Regions from separate parts of the Mus musculus genome. Here all the other regions are linked to region 2. A link is a contact called in public promoter capture Hi-C data. All regions are on one chromosome and are shown on one strand. The core of a region is the stretch at or near the end of the contact, and the rest is flanking DNA. Distances in the headings are between cores, read along the strand shown.

Evidence for each region. Promoter capture Hi-C pulls out the DNA fragments that hold promoters and counts their contacts.
Region 1: a promoter capture Hi-C map of pre-B cells shows a contact between it and region 2. The contact joins the promoter of Rif1 here to the promoter of Mbd5 in region 2.
Region 3: a contact with region 2 is called in a promoter capture Hi-C map of pre-B cells. The contact joins the promoter of Arl5a here to the promoter of Mbd5 in region 2. A contact is called at or near these places in 2 of 39 promoter capture datasets (cranial neural crest and pre-B cells).

What each region holds. Positions count from the first base shown.
Region 1 is chr2:52,069,376-52,074,257 of GRCm38.p6, forward strand. Rif1 (replication timing regulatory factor 1) reads left to right here and starts at 3,462. Exons shown (of 36, transcript NM_001355415.1): 1 at 3,462-3,491; 2 at 3,762-3,878; 3 at 4,872-4,882. The coding sequence starts at 3,775.
Region 2 is chr2:48,947,571-48,951,892 of GRCm38.p6, forward strand. Mbd5 (methyl-CpG binding domain protein 5) reads left to right here and starts at 1,938. Exons shown (of 17, transcript NM_029924.2): 1 at 1,938-1,979. It overlaps Orc4 (origin recognition complex, subunit 4), which reads right to left and starts at 1,697. Exons shown (of 14, transcript NM_011958.4): 1 at 1,547-1,697.
Region 3 is chr2:52,422,291-52,426,967 of GRCm38.p6, forward strand. Arl5a (ADP-ribosylation factor-like 5A) reads right to left here and starts at 2,584. Exons shown (of 6, transcript NM_182994.2): 1 at 2,300-2,584. The coding sequence starts at 2,345. A430018G15Rik (RIKEN cDNA A430018G15 gene) reads left to right here and starts at 2,722. Exons shown (of 3, transcript NR_165461.1): 1 at 2,722-2,865.

The DNA of each region.
Region 1 (4,882 bases), core at 2,212-4,711, 3.1 Mb after region 2:
TTTAACACTTTCCCCTTGTCTAATTTTGCTTTTGTTTCTAGTGTTTGCAGGTGAAGCCTAAAGAAATAACATCTTGTGTTTTTAGTAGTCTTTTTTTTCTCCTTGACACAGGATCTCATTAGGTAGCCCCAGCTGGTCTGGAATTCACTAAGACCTGGCTGGCTTCAAAGTTATGTCAACCTATTTACCTCAGCTTTCTGAGTACTGGGATTAAAGGCGTATATATCTTCATGCCTGCTAGCTTTTAATGTGTCTGTGTATTTATGTAGGAGTGGGTGTGTGTAGAGGCTAAGACACAAGAAGGGGTAAAATAGGCTTAGGGTGTGTGGGGGAGATAGAAAGTGTATGATGTGAACACAGACGGGTGAAGACTGGGGCAGGGTGAGGGGAGGATGCCGGCAGAGAGATACAGAGGAGGGAGTTTGCTGGAGAAAGGGTGGGCCCAAACTAAAGACATAGAGAAAGCGGGAAGGAACTTGCTACTTTGTAAGCTAGCAACTACAATTTACAAACTAAGCACAACAATAAGATAAATGATAACTTATAATAAAAACTTATACGATTATATAGTCAATCTTGCTCTGGGTCCATATTTTTGTTGTTTTAGAGGTGGAGTCTCCTGTAGACCAAGTTGGCCTCAAACTGACTGTGTAGCTGAAGATGAATTCTTTTTTTTAAAATTATTTATGTATATGAGTATACTATAGCTGTCTTTCAGACACACCTGAAGAGGGCATGGATCTCTTTACAGGTGGTTGTGAGCCACCATGTGGTTGCTGGGAATTGAACTCAGGACCTCTGGAAGAGCAATCAGTGCTCTTAACACCTGAGCCATCTGTCCAGCCCTAGAGGATGGATTCTTTTTTGTTTGTTTGTTTGTTTGTTTGTTTTTCGAGACAGGGTTTCTCTGTATAGCTCTGGCTGTACTGGAACTCACTTTGTAGACCAGGCTGGCCTCGAACTCAGAAATCCACCTGCCTCTGCCTACCAAGTGCTGGGATTAAAGGTGTGCGCCACCACGCCCGGCTGGAGGATGGATTCTTGATCTTTCTCCCAAGTGCTGAGATTCTAGGCATGGAACTCCACTATGCCTGGCTCTGACTCTTCCTGATATATGTTAAATTTTATTAATATTTAATTTTATGTGTATATATAATTTTTTAAAACATTTTATTGGTTTTTCAAGCCAGGGTTTGTGTAGTCCTGGCTGTCCTGGAACTCAGTCAGTAGACTCTGCTGACCTTGAACTCATGCAGAACTGCCTGTTTCTCCCTCCAGAGTGCTGGGACTAAAGGTGTGTAACACCAAGCCTGCTTATTTATTTATTTTTGGTTGTTCGAGACAGGGTTTCTCTGTATAGCCCTGGCTGTCCTGGAACTCACTTTGTAGACCAGGCTGGCCTCGAATTTAGAAATCTGCCTGCTTCAGCCTCCCAAGTGCTGGGATTAAAAGCGTACGCCACCACGCCCGGCTGCCTGTTTATTTTTTAAATTAGTCTTTCTATGTAGTTCTGAGTCTCTGGAAACTTCCTATGTATATCAGGCTGGCTTTAATCTCAGAGTCAGAGATCCTCCTGCTTCTTCCTTCTAAGTGCTGGGATGAAAGGCATGCAGCACCACATCTGCCTCGTTTTGAAGAGGGAAAAAAAAAAGTCTGGCTATGTAGCTCTGACTGGCCTGGTTCTCATTATGTAGCCCAGGTTGTCCTGGAACTCACATCAATCCTACTGCCTCAGACTTGTGTTGGGATTACAGATTTGTGTTGATTAAATTTTCTAGAAATTTTGCAGGTAGTCTGTGTGGGTAAGGGAATTTGTTTTGATTCTAATCTTTCACCCTTTTCTATGAGATAGAAAACACCAAAGAGCAGAGAACTCATTAGCCTAGTAAAATTGCATGTGGAGCTCAACGATTTTACAAAAGCAACACTTGTTGCTCCCAGTACCTTGGACCAACCAGCAGAAACTTAAGTCATTTTAGGAGATCTAGAGCTGGGTGTGGTGGTGCACACCTTTAATCCCCAGACGCGGGAGGTTGGAGGATCTCTGTGTTTGAGCACCCGGGGTCAGGAGAATTTAAATCTCAATGGAAGGAATGTGGGTGGTGGTGGGGTAAAGGACGGAAAGATTCCACGGATTTCCCCACTCCCACTGAATGAAGCTGAAGGCTTGTCAATATTTGCTTTGACTTTTGTGACGGGCCTGCTTTGTAAGTCAGTGAGAGCTGGAACCGGAGCTGTCTTCTACCTCAGCCTTCTGAGTGCCGGGAAACAGGTGTGTACTACCGGGCTTAACTGACCCATAATTCTTGAAAAGGGGGATTTAAAATATGGGCTTCTCACAGGGAAAAGTTAGGTGCTGGTGGGTTGTTGAGAACAAGCGGCAGACTGGAGGTTGGAACCTAGGGCTTCAGTGTGCCAGGCAAATTCGCTAGTAGAGCCTGGCTCTGGGTGGCCCTATTATTCTTTGTTGTTATTTTTACTTTTTTTTTTTTTTTTTTTTTTTAAAGACAGGGTTTCATTATGTAGCTCTGATTGTCCTGGAACTCTTTTATCTGTCTGCCTAGCCAGTTTAAGTGTTGGGAGTAAAGGCGTGGGCCACTAGGTCCTGCTTCCCTGACCTTCTGTGCTTAAAGTTGAAACAATCTTGCGGGTTGTGGAGAGTGCTGAGAGGCACGTGAAACGATTTCAATGATTACCACGTTGTTTAAGGGTTTACTGTCGTTTCTGCCGCACCTGTGTATCCCAGGGCCACCGTCACCCCTCTACACCTGGGGTCCAATGGAAGTAAACCAATTCTAGGCAGTTGCCTCTGAGGAATCTCAAGGCTGAAGGGCGGTATTTTGAAATCTGCAAATCAATACCGCCCATTTCCAGGCCTTTGTTATGCACGCCATGGGTCTCCTTTAGCAACACTCCCCCCCTCCCCCCCGCTAAGAAATGTGCTGCCACTAGTCCCCACTCTCAGAAGCTGAGATGAAGTCAATTTCCTAAGGTCACAGACCAAAGCTTGAATGCGTGGCTTTTGAGGCACCTCCGACTTACTCATTGGGCTGGGGCTTAGAGGCAGAGAGCTAGGTTTAGCAAGTGGACCTCTAGAAAACAAAAACCCAACAACAGCAGCAGCAGCAAACAACAACAAAACAAGCCCAACAGCCTGCCATTCACTCTCAATCAAATGGTTTTGTGGGCTCCTTTGGGAAGCACTGGAGTTTTGCAAACTTGGTCGGCTGAGCAAGTAGCTGGAGTCAGGTGGAGTGGGGCACTAATTTACATCACCCATCTCTAGCCCCGGGCTGGAGGCGATACACACCCCCCGAGGTGCTCCGGGGGCGGGGGCGGGGGCGGGGGCGGGCAGCAGGCCATCGAGCAGCCCGGCGCGCCACCGCCCGTTGGATTGGCTCGAGCCTCTCCCGCCAGGCCTGCCCGGCTCCCGCGCGCCGCTGGGCCCGCCCCCCGCCGCCATCTTGGTCGTGGAGGAGCGGGCTGCACGCGTGAGTAAATAAGCGCGAGCCGGGAGCGGACGGCGGGCCCCGGGGCGGCGAGCTGCGGAGCGGACTTCCCGCGTGGGGGGTGAGGAGCGGGAGGCTCGGCTCGGCCCGGCCGGCGCCGCCTCTGCCCCCTCGCGGCCGTGCTGCCTGGGAAGCGGCGGCGGGAGCCGGGCAGGCGGGAGGCCGGCCTGCGAGCGCGCGGCCCGGCGTGCAGGTGAGGGCGCCGCGCGGGCCGTGCCACCGGTTACTGGGTGTCTTCCGGCCTCGCTGCAGGGTGGCGGCCGACATGACGGCCCCAGGTCGCAGCCCCCTGGAGCCGCTTCTGGAGACTTGGGAAGACCCCTCGGTGCCTCCGGGAGAGCAGACGGACGCCTACCTAACTCTGACCAGGTGAGGCGGGCCGGGGGGACGAGCCCGGGGCGGGAGCCGGGGCAGCCGTGGGGACCCGGCGGACGCGGGTAGTTCGGGGTGCACCGGGCCATTGCCTGCCGAGTGACGTTGCGGGGCGCAGCGGCGGCGTCCGAGGGCTTCTTCGGGGACGAGCGGTTCTGTATTTTTTTGTCTGGCCCGCAGACGGGAAAGCCTTTAAAGAAAAGTTTGGAGTCGAGAGGCGTTTGGAGAGCAGGGCTTTGCCCTGCGAACCTCGGACGCCGTGGGAAAGTTGGCGATCCGGAGTTAGTGGGTTTAGTTAGGGTCTTTGGCTCAGGCTCGCTCCAGTGCTCATCCCCCGACCCCGGCCTCGAACTTGTGGTTCTGCCGGAGTGGTTGAGATTACAGGTGCGCGAGTCAGCAAACCGGCCCCAGAATTGGCTTAAAAAAAAAAAAAAAAAAAGCAGAGCCAGGAACCCCGTTTTGACTTATTTGAAAGGCTTTAGAAAAATTTCTGAATTTTGTTAAACTTTCGTATTTTCTGAGTTAGAAAACATGATTAGGGAAAGGGATTCCCACTTTCTTTTCTCATGTAAAAATTACAAAAAAAGAAAAGAAAAAATACGTTTTCGAGGCCAAAAAGCTTTGAGGCAAGTTACCGCTTATATGTGGTCTAACTTAAAACATTTTTTCTCTATACCTTTAAACTTTTTAAAGAAAGAGGTTAATTCCAAGGGCTTGAAAGTCGTCTTTAAAAACTTAAAACAAAAAGCCAGTTACGAGTTAGAGTGCCTGCGGCTCCAGGTGTTGGATGGCTCTGGAACTGGAGTTACAGGTGGTTGTGAGCCACGATAGGGGTGCTGGGATTGAACACCAGTCTTCTGCCAGAGCCTCTCTGTGTTCTTACCCTGGATCATCTCTCCAGCCCTGAAAGTAATCCTTAAAGTGATGGCAATAACTTTTTGTTTGTTTGTTTATGCTTTCGACTAAGCTTATGTTCTATTTCCTTTAAAGTCGTATGACTG
Region 2 (4,322 bases), core at 688-3,187:
AGTATTCAGATCATTATTATGTAGCTATGTAGATCATTTAGTAGTAAAGAAATGAATACAAGTCAAAGTCCATTAAGACTAATGGTGGCTTAGTTATAAAAACAGTGCCTTTACCTTAGAAACTCTTACACCACAACAAAAAAATATATAAATTACAGCAAAATGTATTAACAGGGTCAAATCTCAGCCAGGTAAATAAAGGGTCCGACTTAATAGGGTGTGTGAACTACCTACCTACAAGCAGATAAAAAGAGGCCAATTGAGAATTTGTTTAGAAGCGCTGACATACATTTTTACTAAAAGAAAAGCAGTGAATCACAAGAATCAAGATAATAGTAAGGTGGCACCAGAGGAAGAGAGGCCTGGAAGCAATTAGTGGGCCTGTTCCTGCCAGCTGCTACCCATGTTTTGGTTCTTGATTCATAGTGGTTACAGGTTATGTATGCTACAGTCGTTCTCTACATCTGTGTTTTGTGCAGTTTCCCACACACTTAGGCCATTACACAAAACAGGATTTAAAAGTTTTACCTAGGTCATAATAGTTTTCTATAAGAAGATTGAGACTTGGTTTTCTAATAAAAATTTTAGGGCACTGGAGTTTTGTTTTGAACCCATCTGACATAATTACCTCCCTAGGACGAAGGAAAAAAAAAAAAAAGCACCGTGCAATGGATACATTAAATAGCGTACTGTATAGACTTGCACCAAGAACAATTCGGGAAAATGTGTAACTTTTAACAGACTGAATCCTACTGAGCAGAACTAAAATAGTTAAGACTAAGTAAGAGTAAGTGCGAAGATCTCCGATTTTGAATTTTTTTTAATGTAACTTGGATTATTAAAGACGAGGTAATAGTCCTCCGATGTATCTTGACAAAAACCAGCTAAAAGACTAACGAAGAAAGTTAAAATGAAAAAGAAGCCGTTATTTCACTATAAAAAAAAGAAACACCCAGACAAAAAGCTTTCTCTTTAGCTCCACAAGAAAAGAATATTTCAAGGCTTTTCTTTTTTAGTGACAAAACTCTGTATGAAAGACCAAACAATCCCAAGCATCCTCAAACGGGCAGTCTTTTGTGTTTGCAGCATTAAGGCAGAGAGCATGCAGGGAGCCCTCACTCAGACCTTTCCTGCCCGTTCCTTGCCTACATGCCTACAGCTTCTCCAAAATCCCAAAGAAAACAGAAAAGTCAGGAAGGCAGGATGTGTATGAGCAAGGCTACCGCAGAAGCTGATCAAAAGGCACACATCTGGTTAGGTTTTTCCAAATATGTCGCACGCTCTAAAGCAGGTAGTGCTTCTCTCTCTGCAGAGAACCTGACCTCTCAACACTGCCCAATCATGTTCCTCACCCAAAAGCCTTCTGTAGCCCGTCTCTGCTGAGCTCTGTGCCCGCTTCGTCCACAGCAGCTCCCGGAAGCCGAGAGCCAGGGGCAGGCCTCCTGCTTTAGGCCTACCCGGCCTGCACGAGCCTCCCACTCCCCTCAGATTGTCCACCCGCCCGTAGCCACTGCGGCCCTCACCTTGCCTACGAGACCGGCCTTACCTCTCCCAGTCAAGCCTGCCTAAATCGGGCAAAGCCGGCCGCCGCCGACGGTGAGGACCGAAGGATGTTCACCACCTTCTCAGTCCCGCTGCTCCTACTGCAGCCCACCGCGCACAGCAACTCCCAGCATGCACGGCGACCGGCCGGCTTTGGCGGCCCCGCCCCCGCTCCGCCCCACCACGTGACCTGCTTTCAGGTCGGTCCCCGCCTACTTCCGTCCCTCCGCTCTCCCAGAGGAGGGAGGAGGCAGCTGGGGCTGCTCTAGAGTAGCAACTTCCTCCCTCTTCCCGCCCCCGCCCGGCTACCCCCTGCTTACAATGGCTTCCGGGTCGCCAGCGCCTTGGAGCCTTCTGGGAAAACCATCTCATTTCCTCCCCTCCCCCTCCTCCTTGCCTTCCACCAACCAGCCTCCCGTCAGAACGGGACATGCGCAGTGAGTGCCTCCCGTCTCGTCTCCCCGAGCCCCCCCTCCCCCCCAAGCAGAGAGACCCCAGCAGCAGCAGCAGCTGATGATGAAGAGAGAGGCAGTGGCAGAGGGGGGGCACCTTTTATTTCTATTTTTAAAGGGACAGGACACTAATTTTACCCCACTTCAACCTTGAATTGAGGGGGGTGGGGGGAAGGCGGCCGAGTTCCTCCCCCACCCTCCAGCTCTGAGCCCCGAGTGGGGGAATTGAGCCTGAGAGAGGAGAGGAGTTTCTTCTTCTTAGAAAAACCCCCATCCACGACTCCTACCCGCTCAGCCCTCCACACGCCTGCTTCCAGAGCCCCCTCCACCCTCCTTCTCTGTGGCCGGGAGAGAAGGAGAGAAAGAGACCAAAAGCCTCTTAGCAACACAGACCCTTGGCTGCTGCTGCTGCTACTGCTGCTGCTGCTGCTGCTGTTGCTGTTGCTGCTGCTTGGCCCTGGCTGAAGACATCTCCCTACACCGGGAGCAGCCACTTCCCCAGCTCTCCTCCTCCTCCTTCGCCTCCTCCTCCTCCACTCCCCCCCTTTATTACCCTTTGTGTCATCCTCCACAGCTCCAGGGAAGGCACTCAAAAGTGGGGGGCAGGAAAGGTAAGTGTGTCTGTGGGGGCTCCATTGCCTTCCTCTGGCTCTGACTTTCACTCCGGGGCAGCAGTAGCACCAAACCTCATACGCAGTGGAGCTCCGGGGTGAGGAGGGGGTGGTGCTGGGGGGGGGGGGAGTGAAGGAGGGGCGGGAGTGAGGAGGGGTGTGTGAGGTGGGGTGTCCACCCTGTCAGGGAAGGAAGGACACTTTTATTTTTATTTGCTGTTGTCAAAAGTGCTTTCTCCAGCTAACATCTGATTGTGTCTTGCTTCACTGGGGGAGAATACAAAAACAACCCCCTCCTTCCTCCAATGAGGCGCCAGGGAAAGAGACAGAAAAGAGGCATACTTTCTGGATGTCACTTAAAAAATTACGTTTGGAGAGATTTTTTTTTCCTCTTTCCTCAGGAAAAGCTGCCTGCATTTGTTTCTGAGTGGGAAAATGTCGGGATCTGAATTGTGTTGGAACTGCTTTAACCAGTTGTAGACCTGAGTGTTTCTCTCTCTTTGCTTGTCTGTGGCTTGGATATTGACTTTAGTGTTGAAAGACTTGACTGGTTTTACGTTAGGTGTTTAGCTTCTCCATTTTTCATTTTGTCTGAATGGCATAGCGAATTTCAAATTTTACTTCATAAGGCCTTTGGTTGGATTTTACACTTGTCTCTCTCTCTCTCTCTTTTTTTTTTTTTGTAAAAAATATTTGCTTCATGTTTGACTATATATTTAAAGCTTAAAATGCTTAAAGTTTAAATGCCATTGGTATTCTCTTTTCCCACATACCTTTCTGGTATTCATTTTCCACAACATGGAAATATTAGATATTTCATAACTAACTTTTCCCCCTCTAATCGTTGTAACTTGTCTGAACAAGTAATCCCCATTGAAAACTTTATGTTGTTCTTGCTGCATAGAAGGCCAGATATCCCCATCAATATTTTGCTGGATTGGTATCACTTCAGTTTTAACTGAATTATTTATTTACTGTTGTAAACCGAGAAGAGGTTTTCATCTCAATTTTTGTTGTGAACAAATTGTTCACATATGTAACAAAATTAATTTCCAAAATAAACTTTAATGAGTTAAAAAATCATGAAGTTGTAGTTTGTTATAGTTGGCAACAATCGAAAGGTAAATCTAGATTTAGATTTATAGAGTAGCAGTCTTGATTAAAAATAACTATTCTGTATTCCTATATGATATATTCTTATGGCTTTCATTTTATAGTGCTATATTTTCTTTATATTTATATATTATACCTATATTTCAAAATAGAGCCAAATTTTATTCCAGCAGTACTAAAAATATATTTCTGTTGTAGGCCTCATGGTTACAGCTTACATTAGGAGGTAATATTTTGTTTCATTTATCCATTTCTTTAGCCTTCTTTGAAAATGGATACACACATTCATATTCTATCTGTATGCTTCTCTTTCACTTTATAAAAACCGCATTGGTTTTTTTTATTCCATAATTTATGTCAGCAATAGAAAAACAGTCATTCAATCAGCAAAAAGGATTGAAGAAATAAATCTATAAAGACATTTGGCATGTGATCTTTGACGTAGTAGTACACTGTGATGATCCTTTTTTTTTGTTTCATATTTTTTGCTTGATTGTAAAGCCAAAACATGATATATGCATATTTTAGTAACCTAAAAGTACTTCATATGTAGAACTTGTCTAGTAAAATTTTAATTACCAACCATATATAAAAGTAGACATTT
Region 3 (4,677 bases), core at 1,334-3,833, 3.5 Mb after region 2:
AAGAGGGGACAGAAAAGCTGACAGTGGCTTCTTAAAAAGATCAACAAGCATCAACACACTTGTTTCCTTTCCCAATTGTCTGACAGAAGTCACTCGAGCCTGCTTCCTCTCTTCCAGGAAAATATTCGGAGACAGAATCTCATGTTAGCCCAGGTTGGCCTTAACTTTACTATGTAACCAAGGACGTGCATCCTACGTGACAGGATCACAGGGGACCCCACCACCACATCCCGTTATCTCTTGAATGGGTGTGGTGAAAGGGAGGCAGGCCCTCTACCAACTAAGCTACAGCCCCAGCTACAATACTTTTTAATGGTGTCAATAAATGGCAGTATCTAGAATAAAGTTTGAGCGCTCCGGAATCTGTGCCCCACCTAAACATAGCTCTGGTTTTCTGGGCCCAGCAAGCAGTTCACCAGCTCAGCTTTAATTGAGCAGCTGCTTTTTGAGAAGCCAGAGCTGCTAAGTCTCTGCGTTCATCGATATAGCAAACTCTGCAATTACCCAAAGCCTCTCTCCGCAGCTCTCCATGAAAAGAGTATAGAAACGTGTGCTGATCCTTCTGTAAAACAAAGCATCGAAGACACACCTAACTTATGTGCCCCCTTCTCCACAGGTCCAAGACTAGCAACAAGTGTTTGTGACAGTGAATTCCGTGAGGCTACTGAGCTGGGAAGAGACCATTTAACGATTTTTTTTCTTCACGATCTCACTCTATTGACTGGTAATTTCCTAGGAACTGGACTCTATTAATCCTCTTGTTAATTTTCAAACTCTGAGTAAACGTTCAGGCAAATGCTACTACAAAATGCAGAGCACAAGATCTGTGCTGCTACCAATGCATTCCTGCTATCATGTGCAACTAGGTGAGTTTCTTTTAAAGTTCTAATTCATTTTTTAAGTTACAGCAACGGTTTGGTCACTGACTCAAAGAAGAAAGTGAGACCAGTACCAGAGACACTTTAAAGCAAAAGGTCTTTCTAAACCAAAGCAGAACTGAAACACTAGTCTCACTAAATTCAAGACTGTAGAGGACAGAACTAGAATAAGAACACTTATTACCCACACAAATATCACCAGTTCTACAACAATGTAACCTTTAGTACTTCAAACCTAGAGATTAAATATTCAAAAACTGTAGACCCCACAAATCCCTCCTGTGCTAGGTGAGAGTATCTAAACCCACAGAATTATGAAGCCACTAGAAACCACTACCCCGTCACACGTTCTCTGCTGACCAGACAGAGCTAATGGAAATATCCTCTTTATTGCCTTCCACTTCATTTAGTACCGTTATCTTAGGTATCATTTTTAAAAAAATTATTATTAAAAAAAGCAGAACCCACTAGGGATTACAAGTCCCATAAAACCAGCTCTATCCCAGAGGAGGAGCAAGCCCGGCAACTGCTCCTTCTAAATAGTAGGCGCCACCGTTCATTAAGTTTTAACTGGAAAAAGTGGGGGTGCGACAACGCTACCAGCTTATACAAGAGAAAAACTGTACGTGCTTGACAGATGGAATGAACTGCAAGTAGAGCTTTTTTTAAAAAAAAGCACTATATTTCATTTCAGTAACTATGTAGTTCTGTTAGGACCATATTCTCTCCAGTATCACACACCCATTTTGTAATTTTTTTTTTTAATAAATCCCCTATGCCTTTCCGTGGCAAATGTCTGCATTTAGGCGAACTTAACACAGTAACCTGCTAGTTACCTAATGCTAATGAAGCCTGCCTCCCGAGGCAGGCTTTTAAAAGCTTTCAGCGAAACACTTTAACAAGGGCCAAAAACAAAACAAAACAAAACAAAACCCAAAACCTTCTAATAACCTAAGAAAGAAAACGACCTTAGGCTTGACCTTTACCACTGAGACAAACGGCGCAAAGGAGAGACACTCCATCACTATTCCGCAGCGAGGGTCTCCCCGCCCATCCCCCCCACCCCCACCCCCACCCCCACCCCCCAAAGCGAACCAGACGGATCCAGCACTAGTTCCAGTTTTCCGCATTCTGCAAGCCGTGGGCTCGGTGGCGCCGCTAGGGTCAGGGCCCTCGGTCCTCACTCTAGAACCCCAGCTGTTGCCCGTGCGGCCCAAACACAATTGCGGGCAGGCGACGGGGATGGAAGCAGGCCAGGCAGCGCGCTGGGCCCTCGGCGTGGGGCAGGGCACCTTTTGCGCTCGCGATCAAATCGGAGAAATGGGTGTATGGCGGGAGGAACCTCTCCCCAGCTCCCCGGAGACAAAGGCGACCCTCCTGCCCGACAAGGGCCGGGACCTCCCCGCCCGGCCCAGCCTCACCCTGGTGATTGAACAGCCTCCAGATCCGGGTAAAGAGAATTCCCATCCTCGGGCAGCGGAGCCCTCCAGCCTCCCGGGCTCAGGCTGCGGGGCAGAAGGACGCGCCGGGGCCTCCGCCTCTGCTCCCGCGCCGGCCGCGCGCCCGCTTCCAGGGACCCGCGGGGAGGCCGCAGCCCAGGCCGCCCAGCCACGCGCGAGGCCCCGCCGCTACCGCCGCGGCGCTCGCCTGGCTCGCGGACATCGCCGCCGCGTTGTCTGCTCGAACCTCGCGGGCCACCGTCCTCCCCCAGCTCCTCTCCGGCGGTGGCTCGGGCAGGGGCGGGGCGGAGCGAGGGGACTGCGCAGGCGCCGTGCCCGGAGGCGGAGCGAGGGAGCTGGAGGCGGGGCAAGGGGGCTGGAGGCGGGGCGAGGGGCTGGGAGGCCTCTGCGGCGCGGAGGGTCAGTGGAAGGAAGGCTGCGGCGCTTTAGGCGCGCCAATGTCGGGGATTTGAGGTTGTTTCTAAGTCACAATGCAAATATGTAACCATACTCAACTCCAAAAGTGCCAGGTTTGGACCCCGACGATGGTAAGCTTTAAGTCTCTTTAGAGCCTATTTTCCCTGACAAGCAGCAGAAATCATTGGCCTATTTTTTTTTTTTTTTTTTTTTTTTTTGTCGCTGCGGTTTTTCGTACTTCTACCTTTGCTTCTCAGCGCTCTTCCCTCTCCAATCTCCCTCTGCTCTCAGGCCACTCTTGGCTAGAACACTTTTCCTTAAGTATCTCCCCGGTTTAAAAATCTTAAGGCACAAAAGCCGTCTGAGCTGAGTCCAAAAAGACTGTAGACAAGAAACTCACTGGTCTTCACGATATGATCGTCTTTTTCTCTCATTCAGGAGTCACCATCATGTTAAATAGATGGCCAAATGCTGTCTGTGCTCTTCATTCTGCTGCTTGCCTAAAGTTTAAACAGTTGTGCCTCCTGGTATGCGAGTGTCCAGCTCTGCGCCCCTGCGCACCCCCACCCCCACTCCCCGCAGGATAAGTGGCTGAAAAGTAAAATATAAGTAATCGCTGGCGAACTTGATCCGAACGAAGAGTTCTTGCCTGTGTTTTGTTTTTGTTTACTTTAGTTCCCTTTAGCTAAACAGGTAGACTCTAGATCTCCATATTCCTGATGTAGGAACAGGGTCGATTCCTGAGGTTAACTGACGACTGTGATAGTTTTGACTCAAAGAGAAACTGGGGTTGTCTACTTCTTCCACACACATAAACAAACAAAAAGAGTAGAATCAGCATCATCTCTTTCTATCCTCTTTAAGTTTGTAAAAGGGAGGGAAAAAAAAAAGGCAGAGACGGAAAAATGTGGGAGACTTGTGAAAGGCCCTTTCGAGCTGTTCCCGACCTTATCCTCAACAGCCACATGAAATGAAGCACTATACTCTGCCTGACTCCTAACCATATACTACCGTATAGCTCAATGTATGGGAAAGAGTTCTTCATCTTCTTTGGGGGCTTGCGTTCAAATGCCAGTCTTAGAGGAGGCATACATAAAGGAGAATTAGATCTGGATATACTTAATAGCCAGTGGGCTGTTTAGAAGATCAATGTTCGCATAACCAACTTACATGAGCTCTTTAGTGATTCCATTCCCATCCAGTTTAGGCAGGGCTTTAGCGGCTCTGAGTCATTTTACAAATTCCCACATGTCTTTGGCAACTTATTAATGTATGCCAGACCTACATTTACCCATGAAGTTAGAGATCTGTGTTTTAGAACTCTATTAAGGAAATGGTCTCTTAGGCTATTTTCCAAGTGTCCCTCACAGAAGGGGGGATGGAGTTGACTAGTAGAATCTTGGCTGACTTTAGTAGACAAAATACAAAATTGTTAACTATAGATGTAACTGGGAATCTTTAATGAGGGATATCAAACATTTTGTTCTTCCTTCTGAGACCTTCTAAATATTTTATCCATTTTTAAAGTCATGAGCAAAATGCCATGAAAGACCTCAGCTTCAAGGCAGGAGAGAGTAAAACATGTGCTTTACCATTCTACAGTTAACAAGCAGAATACTGGATACAACACAAGAAACAACTGTTTCCAGATACTGGGAAACAGCCTGTGGAACTAAAGAGAAACAGTGAGCTTTGCCATTGCTCTGTATTTGCCCTCCTTAGCAAAAACAATTCCCAGGCAACTCCAGAGGGAGTGGATAGCCAAATAAGAGGGGGACAGTCTCTTACCATGAAGACACAGCTGTGTGCTTCCGGAGTCAGGGAGGCTAGAATTAGGGAAGCAGTCTTTACCTCCATATGACTCATACAGGGTGAAACCCTAGGTTGTTGACTAGTAATAGTTTCTAGAGAAAAAAAAAATCATACCAGGATTATTGCAAAAG